Regions from separate parts of the Mus musculus genome. Here region 1 is linked to region 2. Evidence: chromatin contacts called from public promoter capture Hi-C data. All regions are on one chromosome and are shown on one strand. The core of a region is the stretch at or near the end of the contact, and the rest is flanking DNA. Distances in the headings are between cores, read along the strand shown.

Region 1 (3,530 bases), core at 442-2,941, 47 kb after region 2:
TTAGGTTTGTCCAGTAAGTGAGAGCATGTAGTGTTTGATGTTTTATGTCAGACTTAAGTTAACAGAAACCTAGAAATGAGTTTACCTTTCTAATTGATTCTCAGGAAGTCTTTACAGTGCAAATGTTAATCCTGTGTCACGACAATGTGCTCGAACTTGCAGATGACTTGAGGGAAAAAGATGAATCATTTCCTTCCCAAAGGAAGCGACAGTGTTGAATCATGTGTATTCCACATTCCCCAGGTTTCTCCATGTGTATCACATTGGCTCTTCGCTAACACCAAGGGAATGGACCCCACTACCCTTCCCTATATACTAAATGAAAAAGCAGAACAAAACAGAGCAACTGAGGCACTGAAAAGTTCAGTCTTCTGCCCGGTTTCTCATATCTAGCAATGGATGGAAGTAAGATTCCACCCAGAGAGTTTGACTCCAAATTCCATTTGTTCTTAACTGCTGTGCTCCGTTGCCTCAGTAGGCTCCTTAGATAGGTAGGCTTTGATGTTGAAAATCGTATATGCACAGCAACTGGAGTGACTCTAACCCTTGTATAGACTAAGGTTCTGAGAAGATATTTTAGGACGCATCTTAAAAGGCAAAGAAGAACTGGGGGCATTTGAGGGCAGGGACTGGAGATTTCTTTTCCCGAGAGATTGCCCTTGCATAGTCCAGCTCAGTGGAAGAAAGTTGAGCTTTCTAATACCCAATCACTGGAGGTTTGCTGGGGGTGGGAAGGTTACAAAGAATGAAGTAAAAGGGCACTTGGACATCTTCCAGGCAAGCCGTGCAGTTGCATGAATTCTACAGATAAAAGTCTCAAAATAACTGGGGGAATGGCAATACAAGTGGGGACAAGTAAAGGGGAGACATCTGGATGATATGTCTCTGGCCTATGGATTTGTGCTATTTAGATAGACACCATTGCCTCTTGTTCTTCATATTCTCCGCGGTGTGGTTTCCACCTCTCCTAAGATCCCATTCCACCACCTTGGCTCGAAGAGCTTTAGCCCCGGTTTGAATTAGATTGTGATGCCTTTAGTGCTGGCTCATCTCAGCATTGGCGGCCATGGGAGCTGCGTTTACTTATCGGCTCTCTGCCAAGTAATGACTGCCTTCGCTCTTATTCCCAAGGTGCCAGATTTACTCTGATTTATTTAACCTTGGTTGGAGAGAGTATAAAGATGATCAGATAGTGCCGATCTCTTTAGAGTGCCCAGGACAGCTCATTTTAAGAGGGAGAGGTCCCATGGAAAGGCAGGGAGCAGACTCCAGGGAAAGACAGTTTTACAGTGCCTTGTTGAATAGGGTGAGCGGTGAGGTAGTTTAAGTCTACTTCCAGTTTCAGCCTTTAATTGCTAGCTCAAAACATTGCATTTTGAATTTAGGAACAGTATGTTTGTGGTTTTGTTGTGGGGATCCTTGTACTGAATCTCTGTTTCTGAGTTGGAGCTTAACATTCTAATTAGGCCTGCTTTTTTTTTTTTTAATTTCAAAGCTTAGACCTACCTCCATCACCTTTGCCATGCCACACAACACAGGATGTAAGCACATGATCTTTGGTCTGTTATTTGCATACTCTACTAGTCCTGCCTTCATTGGCGGGAAGTAACTGGCCAGACCTGGGCTGTCTTGCTGGCTGCCTTCCTTGCTGGGCTCCAACTTATCTTCTATATACATAGCCCTTGGAGTTCAGAGGCCTCTGCTGACTTCTGCTCAGCCTCTGGCTCTCGGCACCCACATCCCCACTTGTACATCCGGGAGCAGAAGAAAAAGACAGAGCTGGAGATAACCTGTGAGAGGCTCAGAAGCCCAGTGCATCCCCCTGTCATCACCCCTGCCTACCTGCTGCTGTGGCCACGGCAACAGACAAGACAGCTAGGAACATAGGAAGTGAGGTCCAATACCTTGTGGGCAGTGGTGTCATTAGCTGCAACGCCTAAGATGTCTCGAGAGATGGGAGAACTCACTCAAACCAGGTTGCAGAAGATCTGGATTCCACATAGCAGCAGTAGCAGCCTGCTGCAGCGGCGAAGGGGCTGTAAGTGGGGGTTGTCATTTGTGGGTGGTGGAGGTGGGTGGGTCTAGAAGAACAAACGCTGTTCCCCATCCACTCCTACCCTCACACAGAAGTTGGACTAGATGATCAGTTGAACGAAATTGCTAGAGGCTAATGTGAGAAAGGATATGGAAGTAAGAGAAAGGCAGGTAGAGAAGACAAAGAGTGAGGCTCAGATAAAAAGAGCCCAAACTATGGGGACCCCCGACCTAAGGGCCGTCTCTCTTTATTCGAGAAATTGTCAGAATGCTGCTTCTCTGGAACGTGAGTGTCCTAGTGTAGTGCTACCCGAGAATATTTTATTTTAGCTCCTCTTATGAAAGATCTGGAAACAGGTCTTGTTTAATTTATGCCAGGGTGAAAGAAGGTGATGGTTCCTGGCATGGTGTCTTGGAGGCTAGGTGCTGAGTCCACAACACTACCATATCACTGGTCCGAATTGCCCTTCCTCTTAAAAATAAGTCTGTGCCCCGGCTGGGAACGACTGAGTACATTGCCTTGACATTTAGAGACAGTCTTGCTGTTCTGAGGACTTGAGGGGAAAGACAGTGTCACAAAGCCTGGTCTGTTTCTGAGTTGGAGCTTAACATTCTAATTAGGCCTGCTTCCTTGATTTCAAAGCTCAGACCTTTGTCATTTTAAGGAGGAACAGAGGCAAAGTTTGTAAATAGGCTTTGAAACCGAAGTATACAATTTCTCATAGATAAGCAGGGATAATCGTGCAACAAGGTGTTTCCAGCCCAGCTTGAGAGACCAGAAGGGGGCTAGAGATAAGACATCTGTGGCCTGCAGGACTCGGACAGCTAAGGAAGCTGCTGGACTCTTAATGTTAAGGGAGGGGTAGGCCTAATACATAAGGGGAACAATACTTCATCATAGCAGTTTCAGGGAGATGTAGGATATTAGATTAGTACATAGGATGAAGGATATGTATAGAAGAAGCAGAGTGGAGCACAAAATCCTGTTCTCCATTGTTCTTTCCATCAGCAATTCTAAATACTCCTCTAGAGAGAAAGGAATCTGGATGAGAGAATAAGGTTCTGCATACGTAGGTCTCCCAGAGTGAAAACCCCTATATTCTTGAGAAATCTGCCTTTCAAGTTGGAGAGGCAATATACATTAATGACTTTGCAGTCATGTAGAAGATACAGAAGACAGCTGGCCATGACCAATACTCAGGAGGCAGATTCGGGGGAACTTCCTGCAAGTTTGAGAACTAGTCTTAGCCTCACAGTAGATTCTCAGCCACGCAGGCCTATATAGCAGGCTCCATCTCAAAAGCAATCCAAGCTTGGTCTCTGTAACTCCTTGCATGGGTGTTTTGTTCCCAATTCTAAGAAGGGGCAAGGTGTCCACACTTTGGTCTTCGTTCTTCTTGAGTTTCATGTGTTTTGCAAATTGTATCTTGTATCTCGGGTATTCTAAGTTTCTGGGCTAATATCCACTTATCAGTGAGTGCATATCATGTGAGTTC
Region 2 (3,356 bases), core at 34-2,533:
CATATCTTCGAGGCTTTTCCCCACTTTCTCCTCTATTAATTTCAGTGTCTCTGGTCTTATGTGGAGGTCACAAAGTTATTCCTAAAGGAGAGGGGTAATCCCTGGGACTGTCCTACATTCCCACCCACGAGGGTGTGTTTAATTATAATACCTTTGGATTTAATACTGTAACTCCACTAAATAGTGGGCTTTTATGGAAAGACCTCCATTAGTTATTGGCATATGGCCATAGTTCCATTGCCCTAGCCTTAGGAAAGGCATGGGGAATACAATATAAGAGAAAATATTAAAAGGGGTAGAAAACAGAGAAACTAATATTTTAGCTGTATGTTCTAAGATGTACAGGAGAGTGTGGGTTCTGGGAGCATACTGTCAACTTTGTAGCCGAGGTATGTACTTTGTAGATGTGCAATTATTAGTAGCCCACCCTCCCAGTCTTAGGGTCTTTATCTGTGACAGAGATAACTGTGCCTCTGTCTTAAGATTCTTTTTTTATGTGAATAATCACTTTATTATCTGACTGTTGAAATTAAAATTCTTTAGTTTTGAAAAATAAATATAGATATACACCTGAGAATAAGACCTGAACATCTGTTTCTAGAATCCAATCCATTACAAATTCACACAAACCAGCCCAGTGCTGTGGGTTTCCTTCTACATGACCACAATGACATCAGCAGCCTTCTTTCAAATGATTTTCATTCCCAGACCACTGTGGACATTAAGAGCAAGTGTCTTAAGATTCTTATGAGGCTTAATTAATCAATGCAAAGTAATTACCCCCTCAAGGTACAGAGTAAAACCACTGAATCAACACAAACTGTTATTTTCTCAAACTAAGCACTGTGCCAAATATTTGTTCATTTATTGAAGTGACACAACATCCTTTGAGTTGATCTACTTTCCATGGAGGCTCACAGCTAGAACCCTTCAGAGCCCCAGTGCCTAGAGTGCCGAGAGTGTATTCTATGTCTGACTTCAGGGTCCTCTCCACGTGGACTTGCCTTTAGTGGCCTCCTTCATGGCTGAGGGAACTGAAGGTCAGAGGGATGGTTCTACAGAAGGTGCCCTGGATTTATAAGGATGGTCTGATCTCAAAATCGAATGAGTTAGTTTCACTACCCCAGAGGGAGTAGAGGAAGAAAACAGAAAGAGAAGGCACAGAACAAGGGGAGTGAAAGGAGACTACTTTGCTTTTTATCTTTAGCAGAGGCCTGAGATACCTTAAGGCCGAGGCGGAAGGGGGTGGGGTGGGGTGGGCGGGGCTGAGCAGGAGGCTGGGATGAAAGCTGCTTCCCAGCCCAGCCCACAGCACTCACCGTCTTTGGTTCGTCCTCAGTGCAGGGCAACAGGTAAGAGGTTCTTTCAGTGTTCTTTCTGGGCTCTCACCAACACTGTATGTTGACCCTGGGTGGACTTTTGACCTTCACAGAAACTCTCTTCTGTTTGGGGGTTTTCCTTTCTTCCTCCTCTCCCTCTCTCTCTCTCTTACTACTTTCCAGTACTTTCATCTTACTTCACTAATTCTCTGTCTGACATTCCTGCTTTCTGTTACTTTTCCCTCAAAGGACTTTTCTCTATCTCCTCAACCCCTCAAAACCCATTTCTGTCTCCTTAGTCTCCTTCTGTCTCTGTCTCTTCCTCTCCCCCATTTCTCTAGGAAAGGCATCTTCATATTTCTTCCAAAATTCTCCAGTCACCCCATTATCACTTGACACTTTCCCATCTGCTTGGCCTAGAACAGAGTGTGAGGTTTCAGAGCCTTGTGGGTAGGGGGTCAGATCCAGGGAAGGAAAATTGGAGGCTTTTGTGGGGGAGGGGGGGTGGTTAAGAATGGTAAGGCAAGATGCAGGAATTGAGAGGTTGCAAAATTAGTAGAAATAAAGGGAAAAGGCGGAAGAGAATTGTCATTGTACAGAAAAGGCAGATTTGGAGTCTCACTCTTAAGTCACTGTGAGATCCCAGGCAGGTCATTTATCCTTTGACAAAAGGGCCTGCCCACAGTTCCCACAAATTTCTTAGTTTTGTGGTATACATTCTTCTGTTTTTAATTGTCCTTTGACTTTCCAGGGTTGGAAAGAGGGCACTAGGAGGGGAGATAAGGCCTGATGCTTCACTGGAAGAAGCAAGGGATTCTTTTCCAGACTTAAATGATTCTTAATATCAAGCCACAAGTAATGGGAGACAGGGGACAGAAGAGCTGCAAGAGTGGCTTCTGGCTTCCCTGCTGGGATGGTGGCCCAGCTGATCTTTCTGGCCTATGGGACTGCAAATTAGGTGCTGACCTAAAAGGGAATTATAGACATACAGGGAAAAAAACCCTTTGAGTAATGATGCCACTTGTCTTGAGAATTCCCGTCCCTCTTTGATTTAGTTTTAAAATTACTCGAAATCTTTTCTATGTAGTGGGTTATATAAATCATTAAGTGGTGAAATGAATTCATAAATGTTCAATAGTACCCCAAATCCTACTTTAGAACATTTGGAGAAAGCATTGGTCATAAATTACTGTAACAGAGTGGCTTGGTGTCTAGAGTCAACTTCCCAGCTATGAAAATCGGGAATGTTTGGACCATAGATTCATGGTCGCTAAGTTAGAAGTCTCTGGAACCAGACTGCCTAAGCTGAAATTTTGCTTCCTTTACTTAACAGTTTTGTAATTTGGGTGAGTCACAGATCTTTTGGGGACCTCGGTGTCTATTTCCAACATCATCCTGAGGACTGAATAAGTCTATGTATGTAGAACATTGACAATGGTCAGAGCTTTGTTAATGTTTGTATATCAGAACCAGAAGATAAATTATGAAATTTCCAATCTAATCCAATGTCTGTGGAGAAAGTAAAGTTCAAAAGGGTGGAGGGGAGCAGGGGAGCCAAAGTACACATACAGTAAAAAAGTAACAAAATGAGACAAAAATCTCATCTCCAGCTTTCCAGACTTAGTCTGATATAAGCAAGGTGGAACTCTGATATATTTATGATGTGACTCCTTGGCTCCAGAGTATGTTTTGTCTGAGAAAAGATTTGCTACTTAGTCCTAACTGACTGGGAGCTATGCAGCCCAAACTAATATGCAATTTAGGATCCTGTTGTCACAGCTTGCTGTGGTGTCAAAATACCCAGCTAAGAGATACCCAGCTAAGACCTTATGTTCTTAATACCCTGCCTGAAATGCTTCCTCTATTCAACTTTACTCATTCCTGGCTCATATTAAGAATGTTATGGAATGGACATTAAGAATCCAAATACAAAGTTATAGGTCATAATGATGTTCAAGAAGATCAGTGTAGGACAAGAGAAATTGTAACTGGAGCTTTAAAATGAACTCAAGAATTCAATTCACATCAAGAACTCTG

The links. Capture Hi-C pulls out chosen DNA fragments and counts their contacts.
Region 1: a contact with region 2 is called in a promoter capture Hi-C map of adipose tissue. The contact joins the promoter of Pfkfb1 here to the promoter of Alas2 in region 2. A contact is called at or near these places in 1 of 39 promoter capture datasets (macrophages), 1 of 15 datasets of contacts at CTCF or cohesin (the G1E-ER4 cell line), 7 of 484 Hi-C or Micro-C datasets (embryonic fibroblasts, embryonic stem cells, liver and 1 more), 7 of 115 datasets of contacts at active chromatin or transcription factors (the 230-238 cell line, the SCID.adh cell line, cardiomyocytes and 3 more) and 4 of 9 other capture datasets (adipose tissue, liver, macrophages and 1 more).

Annotation. Positions count from the first base shown.
Region 1 is chrX:150,592,737-150,596,266 of GRCm38.p6, forward strand. Pfkfb1 (6-phosphofructo-2-kinase/fructose-2,6-biphosphatase 1) reads left to right here and starts at 1,692. Exons shown (of 14, transcript NM_001374173.1): 1 at 1,692-2,038. The coding sequence starts at 1,942.
Region 2 is chrX:150,546,134-150,549,489 of GRCm38.p6, forward strand. Alas2 (aminolevulinic acid synthase 2, erythroid) reads left to right here and starts at 1,284. Exons shown (of 11, transcript NM_009653.3): 1 at 1,284-1,352. Mir3620 (microRNA 3620) reads right to left here and starts at 1,312; the gene lies at 1,252-1,312. It also overlaps a transcript of Apex2 not described here.